2 separate regions of the Mus musculus genome follow, and region 1 is linked to region 2. The links are chromatin contacts, called in public promoter capture Hi-C maps. All regions are on one chromosome and are shown on one strand. Each heading gives the region's core, a stretch centred on a gene start, on an enhancer-like site or on the middle of the called end of the contact. The rest is flanking DNA. Distances are from core to core; before and after follow the strand shown.

What was found. Promoter capture Hi-C pulls out the DNA fragments that hold promoters and counts their contacts.
Region 1: a contact with region 2 is called in a promoter capture Hi-C map of embryonic stem cells, with 3 times the contacts expected there. The contact joins the enhancer-like site here to the promoter of Ak5 in region 2. A contact is called at or near these places in 7 of 39 promoter capture datasets (embryonic stem cells, frontonasal cranial neural crest, hippocampal neurons and 3 more), 1 of 484 Hi-C or Micro-C datasets (palatal mesenchyme), 1 of 115 datasets of contacts at active chromatin or transcription factors (astrocytes) and 2 of 9 other capture datasets (adipose tissue and liver).

Annotation. Positions count from the first base shown.
Region 1 is chr3:153,637,654-153,643,641 of GRCm38.p6, forward strand. The region is part of intron 1 of St6galnac3 (ST6 (alpha-N-acetyl-neuraminyl-2,3-beta-galactosyl-1,3)-N-acetylgalactosaminide alpha-2,6-sialyltransferase 3); the gene reads right to left. Among named protein-coding and RNA genes, the nearest start is that of Gm52633, 45 kb to the left of the region's middle. Within about 2 kb of position 4,353, at least 12 of the 459 cell types and tissues checked have an H3K27ac peak or open chromatin away from gene starts, as enhancers often do. A contact at or near this core is called in embryonic stem cells, where this site is marked.
Region 2 is chr3:152,664,438-152,671,041 of GRCm38.p6, forward strand. Ak5 (adenylate kinase 5) reads right to left here and starts at 3,923. Exons shown (of 14, transcript NM_001081277.2): 1 at 3,363-3,923. The coding sequence starts at 3,422. It overlaps AI115009 (expressed sequence AI115009), which reads left to right and starts at 2,476. Exons shown (of 4, transcript NR_040386.1): 1 at 2,476-3,395.

The sequences.
Region 1 (5,988 bases), core at 3,103-5,602, 970 kb after region 2:
TACAGCAAGCATTTATGCCCAATGAGCTATCTCCCCACCCCAGAAACAATCTTCTAAAAATATTTTTGATCCATATTCCCCACTGCTAGAAGTCTCAGCTAGAGTCACCCCCATTGCCACCCTAGAACCTCTCCCAACTGTCCCAGGTCCCTGGCATATCCTAGAAATGACCCCCCCCCCCCCGCCAAATTCTGTTCTCTCTCCCTTGCTCTCCCTACACCTGATCTCTCCTTGCCCCACTCCCTCCCCTCCCCTCTCCCTTCTCCCCTCTCCCACCCAATTCCTTCCTCCATCCAACTCTGGTATCTATCTTATTTCCCCTTCTGGGAAGAATTAGACGCTCCTTCTTATTGGCTTTGAGTCAGTGGATTGTAGCATGGTTATCCTGTACTTTATTGCTAATATCCACTTATAAGGGAGTACAGAGTATGCATGATGTCTTAGTCAGGGTTTCTATTCCTGCACAAACATCATGACCCAGAAGCAGTTCAGGAGGAAAAGGTTTATTCAGCTTACACTTCCACATTGCTGTTCATCACCAAAGGAAGTCAGGACTGGAACTCAAGCAGGTCAGGAATCAGGAGCTGATGCAGAGGCCATGGAGGGATGTTCTTTACTGGCTTGCTGTCCCTGGCTTGCTCAGCCTGCTCTCTTATAGAACCAAGACTACCAGCCCAGAGATGGTCCCACCCAGAAGGGGCCTTTCCCCCTTGATCACTAATTGAGAAAATGCCTTACAGTTGGATCTCATGGAGACATTTCCTCAATTGAAGCTCCTTTCTCTGTGATAACTCCAGCTGTGTCAAATTGACACAAAACTAGCCAGTACACATGATCTTCTGGATCTACGTTACCTCACTCAGGATGATATTTTCTAGTTCCAGCCATTTTCCTGCAAATTTCATTATGTCCTTGTTTTGTTGTTGTTGTTTTGTTTGTTTGTTTGGTTTTGGTTTTTTGTTTTGTTTTTGGTTTGGATTAGTTTGGTTTTTGGTTTTGTTTTGTTTGGTTTTTTTCAAGACAGGGTTCCTCTGTATAGCCCTGGCTGTCCTGGAACTCACTTTGTAGACCAGGCTGGCCTTGAACTCAGAAATCCGCCTGCCTCTGCCTCCCGAGAGCTGGGATTAAAGGCGTGCGCCACCACGCCCGGCATGTCCTTGTTTTTAATAGCTGAGTAATATGTCATTGTTTAAATGAACCAGATTTTCTTTATCCATTCTTCAGTTGAAGGATATTTCGGTTATTTCCAGTTTGTGACTATTAACGAATAAAGTTGCTATGAACATAGTTGAACAAACGTCCTTATGGAATGGTGGAGCATCTTTAGTACAGCTAGGTCTTGAGGTAGAACTATCTCCAATTTTCTGAGAAACCGCCAAATTGATTTCCAGAGCACTTGGACGATTTTCACTCCCACCAGCAATGGTGGGGCACTTCCTTTGCTCCACATTCTCATCAGCATGTGATGTCCCTCGAGTTTTCGACCTTAGCTATTCTGAAGGTAGAATCTTAGAGTTGCTTTGATTTATATTTCCCTGATGACTAAGGATGTCGAACATTTCAGGCAGGCCTCCTGGTGGACAGATAAGTACAGCAACCCATCCACAAAACCTTTGACCCAAAATGTGTCCTGCCTACAAGATGTGCAGGGAAAAGAGCAGAGACAGAGGGAATGGCCAACCAATGACTGTCTCAACTCGAGACCCACCCCATGGGCAAGAACCAATTATTAGCGAAATATTAATGATACTCTGTTATGCTTGCAGATCGTAGCCTAGCATTACTGGCCTCTGAGAGGCTCCATCCAGCAGCTGATGGAAACAGATGCAGAGAACTCACAGCCAAACATTAGACAGACCTCACAGAGTCTTGTGGAAGAGTTGTGAGAAGTATTAAAGGGCCAAAAGATAATAGAGATTCCACAGGAAGGTCAATAAAGTCAACTAACCTGGACCCTTGGGAGCTTCCCGAAACTGAACTACCAGCCAAAGAGTGAGCATGGGCTGGACCTAGGCCCTTCCACATATGTAGCAGAACTACAGCTTGGACTTCATGAGGATCTCCCAGTAACTGGTCCCTAAATCTGTTGCCTGTCTATACATCCTTTTCTCTTAACAGGGCTGCCTTGTCTGGCCTCAGTAAGCAAGGATACAGGGGCTTGATGTGCCAGGGAGAGTAATACTGTGGGGGGGGGGGGTCCCTTTCTTATAGGAGAAAAGGAGGGAGGATCTGTGTAAGGGGATACTGTGAGGAGGATGGGGTGATATTGGGATATAAAGTTAATTAATTAATTAATTAATTAAAATATTTTTGAGCCACAGCTGGCTGAACCCACAATGGCAGGATACCCAGACATAAAGGACTAACAATGTAGCCAGTATTTGTCTCTACCTACAAATTAGTACAAATATCAACAACCTACAAGAGGATAACTCAGGCGTGAAGCCTTGGGATAGAGTATTTTCTTAAGCAAGTAATAATGTAATGATTTGTCAGTGAGCAAATAGACTGGAGAAATAAGCCAAAAATAAATAATGCAAAATCTTCACTAGACCCGTGGTCTTAGTTAGGGTTTTACTGCTGTGAATGGATCCCATAACCAAAACAACTCTTATAAGGATGGCATTCATTGGAGCTGGCTTACAGGGTCAGTGGTGCAGTCCATTATCGTCAAGGCAGGAGCATGGCAGTGTCCAGGCAGATGTGGGATTGCAGGAGCTAAGAGTTCTTCCACCTCTTGTTCCAAAGGCTTCCAGGCAGCTAGGACAAAGATCTTAAAGCCCACATGCACAGTGACACACCTACTCCAACAGGACCACACCTACTCCAACAAGGACACACCTCCTAATAGTGCCACTCCGTGGGCCAAGCATATACAATCTGTCACACCAGTCTATAAAGAGTGGTGGCAAACCCATGTTCTCATTACCTTTGCATAAGCTACTACTATAACTGTGCCTTCATTATCTTTTTTGACAACACCTAGCCCACACTGTGCCTGGCATCATGTGCATGTTTGACAACAGTCCTAACATCTACCTTTATATATCAGCACCATAAATACAGATGCCATCTCTCAGACGACACCTCCACACACAGTAAGATAAGTGTCAAGTCAAGATCCCAATGACTGAAGTTGTTTTAGGTAATTCATAGGTTATAAAAACTAATGAGAAGTGGAAAAAATATGAGGGTATTATAACACTCCCATTAAAATGAAAATCTATATTACACTTTATATTCTTCAAGTAACCATTCCAGAACAAAGCACCAAGCAATATATCAAATGCTCCATGGGAGGGGGGGGGGGGAACCTAACTTCATGAATGTTCAGAAATAGTTGCCTATGTATTCTTTTAAGTCATAATCATCTCCAATATCATGATTATCAAAAAAAAAACTGCAAAAGGTCATAGCTTACCACACACACAAAGGCATACTCACATGTACACACGCATACACACACACACACACACACACACACACACACACACTTTGAAAACCACCATTATGAGCAGTTTTATGAGCAGCACTGGAAGCTGTAGCATGTGTGAGGAGTGAGCATCCAGCACCCAGGCAAGCACTCCTTTTATTTCACAGTAAAGGCTAATTTAAAACTGTACGTAAACGAGGTGTGCATAGGGGAAGACTGTTGCTGGGAACATGCTTGCCTTGAGAGCAAAACTGTCAGATTTTAAGGTTCCCCAGAACCTAAGTACAAAAGTCTGCACAGAGAGTGGTCGCCTCGGCACCTGGAAGGCAGAGGGATGGATCCTGAGACTTCCTGACAGGCCAGTGAGAGACTGTCTAAAAGAAATAAGCAGACAGCTCCCAAAGAATGACGTCTGGTGTTGAGCTCTCTCTAGCCTCTACAAGCATGCATACACCAGCATACACATACTATTTGAAGGCACATTCCCCTACATGATAAACACACACACACACACACACACAACACACTGGCTGGTTGCTACTCTTTGATTATGTCTTCAGAGGGGTTGGCCAGTGCATCTGAGTTCTGATTGGACAAATAGTAGTTAATAGCCAGATGACATGGTCTGTCTTTTGAAACAGTGTGGGATGATCTCTGAGAACCACTGGTTATGTGAATGGTAAACATGGCTCAGTAGTGAAAATTCCCTCACCCATCTTCAAGTCTGGGATGCAGAAGAAAAAGACTAGTAGACTAAATCAGAAATTGGACTCTTGAATTTTTGTTATCAGAGTCTGCTGATGATATCGGTGACACTGGCCACCTTGGGAGAGGCAGCGACCCTAGCAGGCATGACAAAGAAGCATTCTCATTTGAATTCCTGAACATCCATGCCAATCACAGCTTTAGAATAATCACGCAGGCCTGCCTCCAGCTGCGCTCTGAGTCACATTCATTTGTTTTTCCTTTTAAGACTTGTGCAGACTGGTACTCAATTCTAAATTCTAATCTTAACTCTCAATCTTGAAAGAGGAGACATTTAAAACATTCGAATTGAATTTACAGTATTAATGGCTGGCAATTATTAGCATTTCCAGATGCAAACTACCTGTGTGTGTTCTTCACGGTACTGAACACTAACCATATTTTTATGGCTAATGTGAAAATTAGTTAGCTAATGTGGATGTTACCTTCCTAACGTGGCGAGAGCCGTGGAAGCATATAAAATATTGCATATCGATTAAATATAAGACAAGGGATGTCTTAATAATCCCCATGTGATTAAAAGACAAGAACAGACTCCATTCTCTGGCTCTATTACATTTCAGTGATGTAACAGGAATGAGACAGTTTACATCTGGAAGCCCTTACCATATCAATGATCAATCAGAAATCCTGACTCCACAAACAGGTAGGCAGCCCACACTCTTCTACCAGTGAAACGGAAACAACCAAAGCTTTCTTTCCCAAACAGGATTGGGGTCAGCTCCTGAATTCTACTTCTATTCCAGCCATAGGCCTGGATAAAGTCAGTCCTAAATCAGTCAACACTAACAATAGTAGCAATAACAATAGCTATTGTACCTGTATGTCAGGATTAGTTCAGGACTTGAGTGGGGAAAAGAGGTTGGTTCTAGTTGGCCAAACATCTTCACAAAATGGAGCTGCTCTGAATTTTTTTGGCTGAGGAAACTTGACCTCCACAATGTAATTTGCTGAATGCTACAGAGAGTAACTGTTAAAGGAAAATTTAAAACCCCGGCTTTTCCATAACATGTTCACTGTGCAAATACTGTCTGAACGCCTACCATGTACACAGCTCAGTCCTGAACTTGACCATGAACAGAAGAGAGATCCTGTCTGCTCAGAGCGTGCCCTAAGGGAGCTGTTAGCGCTTTATAAATGGCAAACCAGAGAAACAAATGAAGACAAAGTCCAAAGAGAAAACGTAACCCTGCGAAGAAAGCAGAACCGGAAGGAAGAGAGGCGTACAAGTCACACTGATTGTATCTAAACGAGTCTGGACTCGGACTCTCCAGCAACGCAAAATTGGTCATACTTGAGGAATAGTTCAGGAGCCGTGAACGCACGCAGTTTTAAAAGGAGATGATGGACTAAAGAAACAGGGTCATTGCCAAGAAGCGGCAAGGGATGTGACCATGGCAAAGGTAGCAGGGAAGAAATGTCAGCCAGAGAATAAGGCTCAAGGACAATTAGGTCAGACAGTGCTCCAGATGTGGACCAAGGATGGTGGACGGCCACACAGTCTGTGAGCTCTCCCATACCAGTGTCCCTAGCACAGGACCCCGTTATGTTGGAAAATGGCCAGTGTGGGCAAAAACTAAAGAAAAGGCCTCGCTAAGGCTGTAATGCAGGCCACTAGGTCAACAACCGAGGCCTGAAAAATGAAGGCCTTCCAAAGTATTTTCAAGGATCGGTGCTGTAAGGCAGAATAGAGAGGGAGGATTTTCACCTCGGCAAATGGAGAGCTAAGCGCCCTTGCTAAGAGGTTTGCAGAAAGCCTGAGGCTTAACCAGAGAAGAAGAACCGAGCTG
Region 2 (6,604 bases), core at 2,673-5,172:
AGGTGCTTTGCTAAGGAGATGCACTTTGTAAAGGCGTTTGGGTGTGGCCATGCCTAAAGCTTTGCTGGGACAACTGTCATGAGAAAACTTTTCTTTAAGTTTTATTGTGTTTAAATATGTAAAAAATAAAGCATTTGGTGTCAGGCTCCAGAAGTTTCAATCAGCGCTGGCTAAATCAAGTGAACCCGAGTTTCTCTAATCCTATCTCTTTTGGCCCATGTTCCTGCCAGTCACAGTATTTGCAGGGACCCCTCAAGTGCCTGGTGTGTGTAACTCACGGAGACTAGCACACACTAGTTCCCACAAATTCTACATCTTTGAAAATGTCCACTCCTGGAACCTGGTCTGAAGTGCAAAGAATATTTTCCTTTAGAATGTTTCATGGAAAAAGCAAACATTATTCTCATCTATACATTACTCTCACCTATACATTACTCTCACCTATACATTACTCTCACCTATACATTACTCTCACCTATACATTACTCTCACCTATACATTACTAATGCATAAGGCACACAACCTTCCGAAGGTTGACAAACCCTACCACAGCTTTTAATTTTTAAATCAGTTCCATTTCCCCCCAAGGGCAGGCAGTTCCCAGCAGGTGCCTTTGTTTTCGGGAACCCTGAGTGGAATGGGTTTGGGTTTGTGGTTCCATCAGATGAGTTCAGCTGCTGAGGAGGCAGAGGAAGTGTCATGCGATTTCTGTGCGGCAGGTTAGCTTCCCACGCTCCCGTTACTCTGTGGGCCAGAACCGACTGCATCGACACACGGGGTCTTGTGGCTCTCCCATGAGCCCTTGTGTACACTCAAGCCTGTGGGCATCCCTGCCTCTAGGTTTGGGTCAGCAGATCGTGTTTCAGAGTTATCAGTGGATTTCTTAAGCATACTTACTCAGATGGTCTTAGGTTCAGGACTCCGAGCCAGCTTCTCATAAAACCTTCTTTGTATATTTTATAAAAACATGGAATGGGGTAAATCAAAATACCAGATTCTCTCAACCCCATATATAACCCAGCCACAATATTAATACTTAAAATCCAGGCCTGTTAATTTTGTCTTTTCCTAAAGGCTTAAGTTGGGTGGGTATACGCAAGGCAAGTTTTCCAACTGGGAGACAGACATTTCAAGTTTTCCTAAACAAAACTAGCTCCCCAAAGGGCACTGATTCTTAAATCGGTAACAGTGAGCTTCAGTCTTTCACTGGTAACTTAAGTCCTTTTTCCTAAGTGCCAGCAGCAGCCCAGGACTGAATATAGGTAGTCTACTGGTGCTATTGCTTAGTCTCTGAGTTAACCCTCTGAATATGTAAATAATCTAGTTAGACTTTTGATAGCATTCAACTAATTGCCAACCTCTGATCTAAGGTCAGAGACCAATAGTTATATTACAAAGGCGAATTAGGAACACAGCAGAACCAGCTGCAAACGTTCTGTTGTGTTTTGTTTTTAATTTATTTTTAAAGCGGGAGTACTTTTCAACCACAAACCTAGCAGATACTCTGTACCACCCAAAGAGATCTGAAAAGTTCCATTATATTCTAGGCTTTGGTGGTGATACATTGCATCAGCCACCTGTTACTGTGATCTGTAATGGCATGTACTATCTATCTGCAACCATCTGGGGTTTTGGAAGGCACCTGGTTAAACTTAGAACAGTGTGGATTCTGGCACAGAAAATCCATTTTAGAAATCTGAGGTGTTGGATTTTTGTGGTCTGTACTCGTCACATGGACAATCAGGTCCTGCTTCCCTCTAAGCTGTGCAGTGAATCGGTCTCACTGTTCAAATGGAACCTAGAAGTCTCTATAGTCTTCTCCAGCTCTTTGCTGTCCTGAACTGAGTCTCAGTATACAGCGTTTAGTGCCTCTCAGGTAAGCAAGCTGACGTCCTTTTGAGTGTGTGCAGTATTTGGGGACATTCCATTCATATGCAGAAAAGCCAACGGGAAGCTTGAAGCCTAAGCAGCTACCTACCAGGGCTCATTAGCACACTCCATACAGAGTTCTGTGAGCAGACCACCCTGGCTCCCTGTACATTACCTGGCACCACGGAAGAGAAATGTCAGGAGACTCCGCCAGGCGTGTATCTATCATTCTTTTAGAAGCATAGAAATAAAATCGGTTTTGGTCTTAACATTTATAATTTAAAAAAATATTTCAGCTCTTCATTTCCACATTTACAAAAACAGCAAAAAAAGCTGTCCAAGCACTGTAATTATGGTATCCTGGGTTAAATAAACATAGTTTGGGGGTATTGCAAAAATTATTGTCTTAAGCACTGCACTTTCCTTCTAACAGAAAAAAATCCCCTAAACAGGAAAAAGAACAATGTGTGGCCTTTGGTTTATAATATTACTCTTCCATTTCCTTCAGAATTGGAGGCCAAAATTTTTAAGGCTCATCCTATGAGGCTTGGATTGGTGCCGTCCTTTTTTTTTTTTTTAATTTTTATTTTGTTTTATAACCTAAGCAAAAGCGCTTCGGATTTAGGGTGTTTTAAGACGGAATGTGGAGAGAATAATAGGAAGCAGGACTTCTCTCTGGGAAGCAGGTACCTTTAGCTCATTCCTCAAGCCTCCTTCCTCACATTCCTATCCCCTGTCCCTGGTGCGGATGCTGGATGCTGCTGCTAAGCCCAGCAGAGGCCAGCAACAGGAGTCACGCCTGTCTGGCCGCTCCCAGTCGAACCCAGTCTGTGTAGGTGGGCGCGAGGGCTGGCGCTGGAGGCTGGGAGGACCTTTCAAGCAACCAGCAAACGCGCTCGGGAGTTCATTGACTGGCCGCTTAGAGCTTCAGGGACCCAGGAGATAGCGCTGCACTGGATCGGCTGGGCTGTGTGTATATATGCGTGTGTGGGTTTTTTTTCTCCCTCTCCATCTTCATCCTTCTCCTCAAGCCGTCCCCCCCGGGAGAGTCGCTTCGTCCACGCTTTCCCTCCCCTGCAAGGGGTCCCAACGCTTGGCGCCTGGAATGTTTAGGACTCTGGAACCTTCAGTTTCCTGTCCTGCCTCCGTGTGGGCGACACTGGTCTCACCTGGCTTGACCCTCAGTCCCAGAGAGTGCTGCCAGGCCACGATCTGCTGTCCATTCTGGGTGCCCATCTCGGAGGGATACTCTGGGGACAGCCTGCATCCAGTACCCAGCTTGAAGAGGGAAACTTGATCCCAAGATACGGGTTTCGAAGCCTGCATTTGAAAAGGACCCGAGCGACCCGAGCGCACAAGGCGACTTGTCTGGGGCGAAGGGAACGGCGAGCCTCTGTGAGCGCCTTCATTAGGGACCCTACACCGGAAGGTGCAGCCGGGCACTGGCCCTCGGGACATTCGCTGGGGATCCTTTGGCCACCCCAGCCTCTTACCTCGAAAAGCTGAGGAATGTCCCTCCGGGCCAGGTACTCCTTGGCGTCGTTGGTGTTCATGGCTGTACGGCGCGCGTGCAGTGGGGAGCAGGAGGGGAAGCTCCCGAGGTTGGGGCTGGCGGGGCGCAGCCCTCACTTGGATGCGCTCAGGCCGGGGTCCCCTCAGCGACTCCCGGGCAGCTGTGCAGTCCGCGCTCCCGTCGCCCCCGCGTCCGCGCCGGTCCCCGCGCCAGCCAGCAGCGAGCAGCAGCGGCTTCCCGGGCGCAGGCAGCGCGAGCGCCAGGGGAGGGGCGCGGAGGAGGACCACGCGGCCGACGCCACCAGCCGCCGCCTCCCGGCTCTGCGCGCTCGGCCCGCGCCTCCGGAGCTCGCTGCGGCGGCCGCCAGTCACGCTGCGCGGGCGGGCGCGGGGCGCGGGGGTGGGGACGCGCGGGCTGCAGTCACTCCCCAGCCCGCAACGCAGCCAGGGCAGCCAGGGCACCAAGGAGCCAAGAACCGGGCGATTGGAGCTGGATACAGTTTTGCTTCTACACACACACACACACACACAAACACACACACACACACACACACACACACACACACACCAGACACACACACCAGACACACACACCAGACACCCCCCCACACACACACTATACAGACACACCATACACACTATAGACAGACACTCCCCCCCCCACAAACTTACCACAGACAGACACTCCCACACACACCACAGACGATAGACAGACAGACAGACACCACTTATCATGAGCTCCTCCAGGAGCTCTTCCAGGGGGGAAAAACCCAAGTCAGAGAATTCATATATTCTTAAGTTAATGGCCTTTCAGTGATAGGGAGTTGGAAGTAGGGAAAGAGGAAGGATTCTGTTGGGTCTTTTAACACTGGAGTACCCAGCCCTTAAGAAAAGTTGGAGCAACTTAAACATTTGAGTAGAAGGCCTGAAATCCTTAGCGTAAGATTTAGTGAGCAGTCAAAGAATCTTTTCTGCTGGGAGGAGCTGAAGGAGGAAGAGAGGACTGAGTGGTGGAGAGCTGGGGTCTGCTTTAAACTGCAAAGTGGTCACTGGCCCAAGGGCCATCAGAACGCCCTAACAGGAGACGGCTGGTGAGGTGTACTGGTGCCTACCCAGTTACAGACCAAGGTGCACCCATCCTCCCCACAGCTACCAAGATGACTCATTTCCCACAGATGTCTTTTCACTGCTCTTTGAGAGATGCTCTGGGTCTCCAGGGAATATGATCTCTAACTGCCTGCAAGGGCCCACTCTGGAGAGGGTATGTGGAAGAAAGGAGGCAAAAGCTACATACAGACTCCTGGCATCTGGGGTCTGGTAGAAACCAGCACTCTAAATGCTTCAAATTAAAAACTCACCATTTGAATGTCTGTTTCAGGATCTTTCCTTGGACCTATTTCTTGGTCCACATAAGCCGCTGTTGCTCAAGCTACAGCTTTATTTGAGCAGAGGGAGGGAGATCAATTTTTTTTTAAAGATTTATTTATTTATTATATGTAAGTACACTGTAGCTGTCTTGAGACGCACCAGAAGAGGGCATCAGATCTAATTATGGGTGGTTGTGAGCCACCATGTGGTTGCTGGGACTTGAACTCCGGACCTTCGGAAGAGCAGTCAGGTGCTCTTACCCACTGAGCCATCTCACCAGCCCGGGAGATCAAATTTTAATTAGCTCAATTTTGAGAATTAAATAAAATTTGTGAACATTTTTGAAGCCACATGCCATAATAATGTGTCATGTTATGGGGGCGATTTTTTCAGTTCTGAGGACATTGGTGTCCTCTGTGAGAATGTCTCCACTTATGTTCCTCTCACTTAGTTGACAGCAGGCTTTGGAGGGAGCCAAAGCCATCTCTGCCCTGTGCAATCATTTCCACAGTCCTTGGAAAATCCTAGGGCCTGGTGGCTTAGTCGACTTAGAAGCACACGGGACTGAAGAGGCCAGTTCCTGTAGGTCTTCTTGAGGTCCTTCTTTCCTGGGTTCTGTTGCTAGTGTTAGGGTTTGTTTTTGTTTCGAGGTGATACATGATTCTTAGTATCTTTAGTAAATCCAGCAAGTGACAGCAACAACCTAGTAAAGAGAGAGGGGTCAGAGAAAACACACTGTAGCCAGCTTGGAAACAGATGTAGCAAGTTTACATCAGCCTTAGAGAGTGACAGCTGGTGTATCCCAGAGTAGAGAGGTGTAGGAAGGGCAAGATGCTAGTCACTGTTACTGCAGACTGCGGCCTCACAGGGACAGAGCATATGCAGAAAGTACAGGCTTTCAAAGCTGGGCTGGAGATAGCAGGGACAGGAGCATAGGGGCATCCTTGCCAAATCTATCCCGTCTTACCAGCTCTGTGATGGTTCTAAGGCTGGGCATAGAAAGCCTGAAGCCCCTTGTACTGTAGAGACACATTCCTTCAAGCTCCAACAAACTATAACATTCTCCACGTCTGCGTATTTGGTAACAATTAGCATATCATGATATTTTCCTACCTTGTATTCAGATAAGTGGGTCATGACTAAATAAGTTTAAAGAGACAAAGATTTCATTTGGGGTCTCTATATTTAATACAAATGAAATTGTCTCCATCCTCTTCAAAAATCTTTTGGTATAGCTTTAATTTTTACAATTTTCGAGAATGGTTAGCGTTTTTGAAGGTATAGGAGTTGGGACATCTGAGGAAAAATAATAGAATTGTCTCTTGTGATCATATCTTGGGAGATCATGGTAAGTTTCTGTGCTATGGCAGTAACTAAGACAATCTCTTGCTGGTAAGGACCCTAGTTTCCATTGGAGAATGTGTGTAATAAGTAAGTATGATAGGGCCAATAAGATAGCTCAGTGTGGACGAGTCTGATACTCTGACTTGTTCCCCAGGACCCACATGCTTGGGAAGCGAGGACTTCCCAGATCTGTCCTCTGACCTTTACACATGCGCTCTGGTGCTGTGGCACAGGTGTCAGCACCCACCCACCTACACAGACACATGCAGACAGACAGACTAACAAACAGACAGACAGACACACCAAACAAACAAATGAATAAAGTGTAGTAAAGACTTTAAACAGTACATTGAGGGAAAGGTAAAGAAAATGGCCAAACAACATCAGACTGTGATAAACAAAAAAGAAGTAAAGCACAGAGATAGCAGAAAATCGGACACAAGCAAGAACACATCAGATAGCGGCAGGTGTGGTGGGAAAAAATCAAAGCTGACTCTATAGATTTGAAGCA